Linked DNA regions of Mus musculus: all the other regions are linked to region 3. Evidence: chromatin contacts called from public promoter capture Hi-C data. All regions are on one chromosome and are shown on one strand. The core of a region is the stretch at or near the end of the contact, and the rest is flanking DNA. Distances in the headings are between cores, read along the strand shown.

Evidence for each region. Promoter capture Hi-C pulls out the DNA fragments that hold promoters and counts their contacts.
Region 1: a promoter capture Hi-C map of embryonic stem cells shows a contact between it and region 3, with 3 times the contacts expected there. The contact joins the enhancer-like site here to the promoter of Sarm1 in region 3. A contact is called at or near these places in 7 of 39 promoter capture datasets (the 3T3-L1 cell line, the C10 cell line, the HPC-7 cell line and 2 more), 1 of 15 datasets of contacts at CTCF or cohesin (embryonic stem cells), 16 of 484 Hi-C or Micro-C datasets (the AML12 cell line, the G1E-ER4 cell line, the N1E-115 cell line and 5 more), 7 of 115 datasets of contacts at active chromatin or transcription factors (bone marrow-derived macrophages, embryonic stem cells, pancreatic cancer cells and 1 more) and 2 of 9 other capture datasets (adipose tissue and pancreatic islet).
Region 2: a contact with region 3 is called in a promoter capture Hi-C map of embryonic stem cells. The contact joins the promoter of Ccnq here to the promoter of Sarm1 in region 3. A contact is called at or near these places in 7 of 39 promoter capture datasets (the 3T3-L1 cell line, the HPC-7 cell line, cranial neural crest and 4 more), 3 of 484 Hi-C or Micro-C datasets (embryonic stem cells and rod photoreceptor) and 3 of 9 other capture datasets (adipose tissue, liver and pancreatic islet).

The regions. Positions count from the first base shown.
Region 1 is chr11:78,358,557-78,361,615 of GRCm38.p6, forward strand. Foxn1 (forkhead box N1) reads right to left here. Exons shown (of 9, transcript NM_008238.2): 7 at 2,870-3,059; 8 at 2,221-2,712; 9 at 1-514. The coding sequence ends at 195. Among named protein-coding and RNA genes, the nearest start is that of Gm30367, 13 kb to the right of the region's middle. Within about 2 kb of position 1,690, at least 141 of the 459 cell types and tissues checked have an H3K27ac peak or open chromatin away from gene starts, as enhancers often do. A contact at or near this core is called in the G1E-ER4 cell line, the HPC-7 cell line, the N1E-115 cell line and 4 more, where this site is marked.
Region 2 is chr11:78,750,278-78,753,111 of GRCm38.p6, forward strand. It overlaps Ccnq (cyclin Q), which reads right to left and starts at 1,452. Exons shown (of 1, transcript NM_197989.1): 1 at 229-1,452. The coding sequence starts at 1,385. The coding sequence ends at 633.
Region 3 is chr11:78,496,458-78,499,157 of GRCm38.p6, forward strand. Sarm1 (sterile alpha and HEAT/Armadillo motif containing 1) reads right to left here and starts at 1,297. Exons shown (of 9, transcript NM_172795.3): 1 at 532-1,297. The coding sequence starts at 1,001. Vtn (vitronectin) reads left to right here and starts at 2,663. Exons shown (of 8, transcript NM_011707.2): 1 at 2,663-2,700.

The DNA of each region.
Region 1 (3,059 bases), core at 440-2,939, 140 kb before region 3:
TCCTTGCTGGGGGCCCCGTGTGAGATGCGGGTCCACCAGGTAGCATCCTAGATGGATGCCCCCAACTTCTGGCTAACAAATAAGTTGGCTGAGTGGCATAGGAGACAGGTAGTGTTTTCCTTCTTTGACCTTTAAGGTGAGCCCAATATGGGGCAGCCAGCTAGGCAAAGGCCGCAGCTGATGTTGGGCATAGCTCAAGCCAGAGCCAATGGCTTTGAGCCGGGACTGAGGTACACGGCAGGGCCGGCAGCTGCTGAGGAGGGCGTGGACTCCAGTTCCACAAAGGCGGAGTAGAGAGTGCTGAGGTGCATGTCTCCCAGAGCACCGGAGCCGCCGCTGCCTGGAGGTGCCAGTTCACCTGCCTCATTGCCTGTTTCTGCCAGACAAGGCCCTGGGGGGAAGCAATGGGCTGCTGGTGGGGGTGGCAACATGGAGGATGACGTCGGCGACGAGGTCACCAATACGAGGGGGTCCAGGGCCAAGCTGTCATCCTTCAGCTGCTCCCACAGATTTCCTAGTCGGGGAGAGGGAAGAAGCCTCATCATTGGCAGGCCATAGAGAGTTAAGCCCAGTCTGTCTCCCACCCAAGTACCTCAGAAGCCTCAGAGAACAGGAGTCTGGTGATGCGGACTGGAAGCCTATCTTGGCATCCACTCTGGGACCTCAAGTAATCACTGAACTTTTTTTTTTTTTTCCTGAGCCTCAGAGTCCAGCTCCGAGCTCCAAGGTAGCACGGTGTAAAAGCCATAGATGCAGGCGACCCCTATGAAAGGGTCATCAGACTTTCCATCGGGGTCGCGACCCAGAGGTTGAGAACCACTGCCATAGTTGCAGGTAACCTCTGGGCCTCTTCGAGAAGAACAGGGTACTAGATTAAGGTTAAGGATTTGCCCATTTGAAGGTTGTTGCAAAGCTCTTCTTGGAAGCGGCCTAGAGGCCCCCCTGAACCTCTTCACTCAGGCTTCTGCCTTGGTTCCCAAAGGTTGATTTGCCGCCTACAGTCTTCCCACAGTGCACCACCGAACTTGATGAGGTACACAGGTCTGGCTCCCTAGACCCTCCTCCCCGCCCCCTCACAGGACCCAAGGTACAGGGATAGAACCAGAAAGGACACTTGACTCTGAGGAACAAACAGTGCTGTCACTGAGTTCCTCCTAGGGTCGTGTGACCTGCCGCGTGGCAGGCCAGTGACTGGAGTCGCTGCCTGGAACATCATCACCGCAGGGTGGAGAAAGAGACCTGACAACGCTGGCTGCTCTTGGCCACCTGGGTTCAACTCCTTCTTTCTGGCCCAGCGACCTTGAGTGGATGTATCTCTCTGTATAGTATTGTTTGCTAGGTCCAGATGGGAAGAACATATGTAAAGCTGTTTGCAAGATGCCTGGTACTCAGTAGGAGCTTGAGTGGGTATTAATTAAGGGTTTTGTGATGCTGGGGTATTGACCCTAACTAAGGATTGGTGCATGCTAGGCAAACGCTTTACCCCCTACCCACATCTCTAGCCTTCTGATAGAATTTATAGTATCCCACGTCCACATAGCCTCCTCTGCAGCCGCCTGTTCTCTGCAGCCGCAGCAGGTCTGGAATGAAGGTCTATGTGAAGTTTATTTCTAACAGTCTAAGGTATAGATCAACAGCCTCCTCCAAAAAGGCTTGCTCGGTACACTACAGTTCAAACGGGAAGGGGCGGGGCTTAGAAGGGTAGAGGGTGGGGCTTGGCTGCCTGTAGGATGGAGCGGGCAAGATGGAGGAGAATGTAAAGATTCACCTCTCTGGGCTTGTACCCTCAAATCTCTCTAGGACATGCTTAGCTCTGAGGTCTTCCATTCCATAGAAAGTCTGTCTCCTGAAGTGAAAGCTAAATTCTGATAAAACGCAAATGATTTTGGAACGTTTAGCCTCCCAGTCCCTCACAGTCAAGTACACCAATGGAACTTCCGGCTTTTCCCAGCTTTGTCAGATGAGCGGTTTGATGATGAAGCCATCTGGTACATGATCAGAGTACCAGGAGGGGGGAGATGGGGGAAAGAGCCTTTTAGCTCATGATCTGGAGGGCAGGGAGCAAATGCGAATTTAACATTCCTAGTCATCCGCCTCAGGTGACAAGAAACTCAGGAGCCAGCAGGTGGCAGCCTAGAGACATGAAGAGGCTAGGCCACGCAGCCAAGAGCACCTCTCTAGTCCTGTCCCACCCTTCCCAGCTCCCAGCTCCCAGCTCACCCTGGAAGTCGAAGTCAGTGAGAGAAGGGTTGATAGCATCCAGGTCAGTCCCAAGGTCTCCATCTGGCAGTAGAGTATCGTGCATGGTCCTGGCTGAGGAAGGCTCAGCCATCAGCTTGGCACCGTGGCTGGGTGGTGTGTGGGCAGGTAGAGGTGAGTCCTGGGGGGTGCCTGGCTGGGCCTGCAGCTCAAGATGCCCATCTGGCTGTGGGAACAATGGCTGCTGGTGTCCAGAAGGGGCCAGGCTGGGGGAAAGGTGTGGGTAGGTCTGCCCATAGCAGGAGGGAGCATGGCCACCCAGTAGGTCCTGCAGGGGGTTCTTGCCAGGCATGGGGCCTGGAGCTGGATGCATTGGGTGCAGAGGCTGGGAAAGACCAGCTGATGGTGCCATGGGCCGGATGGGACCTGGGCCTGCCAGCCCAGGGGGTGGACAGCCCAGCAGCGGAGAGCCCAGTTTTTCCCTTTTGTCTCCAATGAGGCTGTCCAGCTCTTCTGCAAAGGCCCAAAAGAAAACACCATGAGGCCTCTCTCCTTTGTAGCCTCCCAGCCCAGACCCCCCTCCCTGTATCCCTCTCTCCCCAGGCTCTGCTCTTCTTCATTCTGGTACCCAGGTCCCTTGGCCTTTCTCACACAGGCCTGACAGCCTCACCTGGTTTGGCCATGCTTTTGCGCACAGCAATGGGGTCTTTCCTCTTCCACTTCTGCAGTTCTTCCTGCATCTTGTCGATTTTGGAAGGATTGAGGGCCCACAGACAGCCCTTTCGAGAGGAACTTCCGGATTTATTCTCCACCTTCTCAAAGCACTTGTTGAGGGACAGGTTATGGCGAACAGAATTCTT
Region 2 (2,834 bases), core at 202-2,701, 250 kb after region 3:
CTTTTTTGTAGAAATTATAGTGCATCTATAACCTTGTTATCTTCTATGCTGCCTAATATGAACCTTTACCCACATTGTCATAAACCCCTTACAAATATGTTTTAGTGGTTGAATAATAAATACTCCATTGTATGGATGTACCATGCTTCACTAACCATTTCCCCAATATTGATCAGTTTCCAGTATCTCTCCTACTGTAACTTAGAAATACCATAAGGCAGACTCTGGTGCGTTAAACCTTTCCTATATTTTATTTGCATAATTTTTATTATACAAAATAAGATTCTATGTTACACATTCATACTTCCCCTAAGGGTGCAGTTCTATTCTTTAACTTTCCTGTTGGCGACCTGCAATGGTCCATGCCTCAAATGCAGCATCTTCTCAAAGGGCAAAAGCTGATGCAGCCAATTCTAGAAAGCTCTATATGTCCTGCCCACATGGAAGCTCTTAGCATTATTTGAACAAGGGCTGCTGGGGACAAAATGACAGCATGTCATTGCAGTCACCAATGACATCCTCTGCCAGCACAACCAGTCCTCCGAGTGGAGACACGCCATCACAGCAACTTGGTGGAACGATACCCCAGGCCTCCGATCATCCTGGTCTTAGGTCCGGCCTCGGCCAGGGCCTTAGGGGATCTCTGTATCCATAGTATAAATCTGAATGAGATCAGACACAATATTGTCAATGATTGGCTTGGTAAGGTCATCACTAAATACCTGCCACCAAGGCTTCTCGGCCTCACCCTCTGCAGGCACCTCGACTCCATAGACCTGCAGGGCCAGGTAGAGCACAGCCACGGCTAGGTGCTGAGCCTGGAAGCGGAGGCATAGCCCCCCGTGGTAGCTATCTCGTAGCAGAGCCCAAGCTGTAACTGAGATGGGGGTTCGTTGCCAGCTGTAACGATTCAGCCAGTTCTTGAGGGAAATCAAGTAGTGCAGCAGGTACTTGTGTGGATGCTGGAAAGAGACTTGGAAGCGCAGAACTCGTAGCATAAGAAGCTCACATTGTACAATGCTGTCTCGTAGCTCCCAGAAGCGGGAATCCAGCTCCAATGGCTCACTGCCCGGGTTAAAGTACCTGTGCGACACGTTGATGATGTCACGAGTACGCAAGTGTTGCTCCTCCACTTTGCCGGCCAAGTAAATGGAAGACATGGCGACCAGGTAGAGGTCATATGCGTCCAGGTTGATCTCGCAGAAGAACTTATGGTAAATGGTGCAAGCGGTGGCGATGGGGATGGACTGCATGCCTAGCTTGACGCCTGCCTCCATGATAAACCGGGTTACTCGGAAGTGCACCCTCGCCTCGGGAGCCGGCCTCTCCTCGGCTCGCGGCGCCGCCGGCCCGCTTTCGCAGCTGTCTGGCCGAACAGCCTCCATGAGGCCCAGCAGGCCGCCCCGGAAGGAGAAACGCTCCGGCGCGCCGAGGCCGGCTCCGGGGGTCCTCGCGGAGGGGGCGTGCCGTCAAGCGGCCACGCCCCCACCCGTCCTGCCGCCACGCCCACCCTGCTCGGCTTTTCCTCCTATATTAAAAGATAGGCACTCAGGAGCAGCTTGGTGGAGACGAGGAGTGCTATTTTTAAGACATCTGAGAAGATACTACTTTTGATTTAAGGGGCTTTTTCACTGTTCCTGAGAATCCAGGCTATGGAAAGGATGAGAGTCAACTCTCACCCTGGCATTTGCCTCTGTGACCCTGGGGGCTTTGGTTGATCCTCTACATCTCATTCCTTAGGTGCAAGTTGGGGTGGTTGGCTGTCCCCTCCTCATGGAGCTCTTGTGAAAAATGAACGAGTGATGTAGGCAGATCAAATATGCTCCATAAGTTTGGCTTTGATGATTATTTTTCTGAGTCAGGTTTTCTACATTTAACCCAGACTGGCCTTGTACTCTTGATCCTCTTATCCCAGGTGTGCAACACCACACTCAGCGATATTTTGTTTTAATTGAAAAAGAAAGGAAGGAAGGAAAGAAAGAAAGAAAGAAAGAAAGAAAGAAAGAAAGAAAGAAAGAAAGGAAGGAAGGAAGGAAGGAAGGAAGATAGATACATCAGGACATCAGGACAGGGGTTTTCTATTGTAGCCTTGGCTGTCCTGGAACTTGATCTGCAGACCAGGCTGGTCTCCAAATCAGGAGATCTACCTGTCTCTTAGGATTAAAGACATGCACTGCTGCCCACCCCCCCACCCCCCCCCCCATCCTGCTACCATCACCCAGCTCATGACCTTTAGCTATTACTAATTTGTTTTGAGGAATCTTTCATTTTCATTTATGTCTTTATATATCTGTATGAATTAAGACTTTTGTAAAGTGGGAAAAAACACCCTAAGCCATAGGGATTCCAAAGAGAGGTATATGCATTAGACGATGTACCAGACATGGATTTCTCAATCTTAGCGTTCTTTAGCCCCCAAGAAAAGCAGTACCCCACAACTTCTACATTTCTCATTTGGCCACTTGTAGCACACGGTTATCTTCCTCTTTAAATGTTACCGATTAAGACTACATTCTCAAATTTTATTTATTTTTTGTTTGTTTTGTTTTTGGAGACTGTTTCTCACTATATAGCCCAGGCAGACCTGAAACCTGTTATATAGATCAGGCTGGCCTCACAGAGATCTGCCTGACAAGTGCTGGGATTAAAGGTGTGAGCTTTCACATGCTGTGGAAGACACTATGTTGGTAGTTCTGGGGACAGATAGAATCCAGCACATTACTCGTGAACTAAATGCCCTGCCCACTTCAGTATGATTTTTTTTTTTTTTTTTTTTTTACTATGTCAGAGGATCTTATTGAAAACACATCAACAGTGGTGGTATAACTTGAGAG
Region 3 (2,700 bases), core at 47-2,546:
TTGTGTAATTTCCACATATCAAAGGTGATCAAAAATGCCAGAGAAAACACGTCGTGACACTTGTGAGGGCTGCGTGCTGAAAGCGACTCTTCTAAAAATTCTGAGCTGAGAGCCTGAGATTTTGGTGAAAATTAGTGTGACAGCCTGTTTTGCTCTGGCACCAGAAGACCGGGAAAGTGGGCCCTTCAAAGGCTTCATAATAGTTCAAAAGGAGGTCTCAGGAGGTAGGCAAAGGAGAAGCAGTCAAGCAGTTTCCCATAGGAAGGAAAGATACCTCAGTTTTCTCTGCCCCTACTATTTCGTCCTAGCAAAAACAAAAACAAAACAAAACAAAACAAAAACCAAAAAACTTTCTGTTCCTGATCAGACGCTGCAGAATAAGGTCATGGCTGCCCTGGTGAGAAGGTAACACAGAAAGACACCCAGATGCACGGGAGAATTATGGGCTTAGGGCAAAATCAGCAATGGGATACCGTCTCCAACCACCTTCACTGCCCTGGCAACCCCACACCTCACCCCACTCTCCCTCACCGGTTCTCAGCCACCAGGATCTGCTCCAGCAAGCGCGCGGCCTGCACACGGGTCTCTAGCTCCGGTGCCTGAAGCAGCCGCAACAGCAAGTCGAGGCCACCGTCCAGACGTATAGCATCGCATAGACCTTGGGCCACCTCGCGGCCCACGGCCGGCAGCAGCCAGGCTTCCTCTACCAGCTGGAAGACCTCGGCGAGACCCGCGCCCACAGCCCGCGCCGCGCTTGCCTGTTTCAGCTCGGACAGCGCCTGCTGCAGCTCAGGCAGCGAACGCTCCAGGGCGCCTTGCACCTCAGTGCCCACTCCGGGCGACACTTCGCGAGACCCGCGACCGCCCGCAGCCCACCATGGGCTGGCGCCACCACTCCGATCCGGTCCGGGCACTGTCAGCCGATCGGCGCCCGGCCGTGGGCCTGACATGGTGAAGAAGCGGCACAGTTTGTAGGCGGAGAAGAGCAGCGTCAGGACCATGGGCGCTGGGCAGCAGGGGACATGCCAGGCCTAGAGGGGCGGGGCCTGGCAGAGAGACCCCGGCCTTGGGAGGAGAAAGAAAAAAAAAAAAAAAAAAAAAAGCAAACAGGATCCGGTAAAGGTGCTGGGCTACAAGTGTAGAAGCAGAAGGAGGAGGGCAGCTCCGGGACTCAGCGACTTAGGAAGGGCATGAAGGGAGAGAGAAGCATGGACCAGACGCGGGAGGGTAGAGACGCCGGTGCCCGGAACAAAGCGCTGCTCCAATCTAAGCACAGCGGAGCTAAGATGCTCAACAGCAACCACGCCTCTGAGCAGCAGAGTCAAGGATTTGACGCCCCGCCTCTAGGTTTCACGGGCTCCGCCCCCGACGCAGGCGCAAGCCCTACCCCAGGTCTCCAGCCACGCCCACACCTGGCTCCGCCTCCTCTCCCCAGTCTCCCCTTGGTGGTGTGCAAGATGCTGTAGAAAGGGCTGTAAAGAGCTGTCTTCCATTTCCTACCGCTCGCTCGGCTCCCCAAAATGTGGAAGCAAGCTGGCTACATGTATCCACGTCCCCTCCGGATGGTTAAAGAATCGCAGTTGAGATTCTTAAAGCCCTTTAATGCCGGTTTCCACTTAGGCTTCACGCGTCTGTAGGGAGTAAAATTTAGTGTTTCATTTTGCCGCTGAGACTACTGCGGTCCATAGAGAAGAGACACCAAAGGCACGCTCGCCTGTGATTACAGAACAGAAAACGGAGGGGCTTCAGAAGTGTGCCAGTGCTTGGAATTTGGCCCAAAACCTGGCACTCTACCCCAGTGAGCACTTTCTTTATAGAGAAATCCCACTTAGTATGTGAGTCTAGAAAGTATGCCCAATGAGTCCATTTTTTTTTTAAAATAAATGAGGTCATTGAAGGTGTGGCCAGGGTGGTCCCCCGAGGATCAATGGATTAGTGAAAGCCTCAGGAATGGGCTCTGGGACTGGAAAGATGGCTCAGCCTTTAAGAGTACTTGTTCTTACAGAGGACCTGGGTTTGATTCTCAGCATCCACACGGCAGCTCATAACTGTTCAAAACTCCAGTTCCAGGGTATTCAAAGCCCTCTTCTGACCTCCATAGACACAAGACATGCATGTGGTGCACAGATGCACATGTGAGCAGACACTTATACACAAAACATAAAATAAATAAATCTAAAAAAAATAAAGAAAGAAGAATAGACTCTGACCCACTACTTCCTATGCTGTAACACCCAGCTTAGAGAGAACAAGGAGAGGCCAGAAATGAAGCTTTGTTCTTTTATGAGAAGAAAAGAAAACCTCCCCCAAAGTGCTTGCCAGCTCTCCCCCAACCCCCCTTCTTGCCCCAAAAATCCAGATTCGAAGCGGGGGGTAGGATGGGACAAGCACCTAGCCTGATCAAACAGTAAATCGATAACGGCTTATGGGAATGAGTTGGAAGCTACTCCAGGCACGAAACGTTTTGTCTGTTCTAGCTCACGGAATCTCTCAACACCTGATGAGGCAAGGCACCATGGTCCCACTTTATAAAAAGTAAGGCTCAGGGAGATTAACGGGACTGGCTCAGAGGGTGACAACACATGCTTTCTTTCCACCTCCCCAGCTAAGCTAAGCGTGTTATCCCTCCTGCCCGTGACCCTACTGACTTTGGTCTTGGCGAGGGTTTTCTGTTTCCCAGCTCTCCTGGGGCTGGGGTTC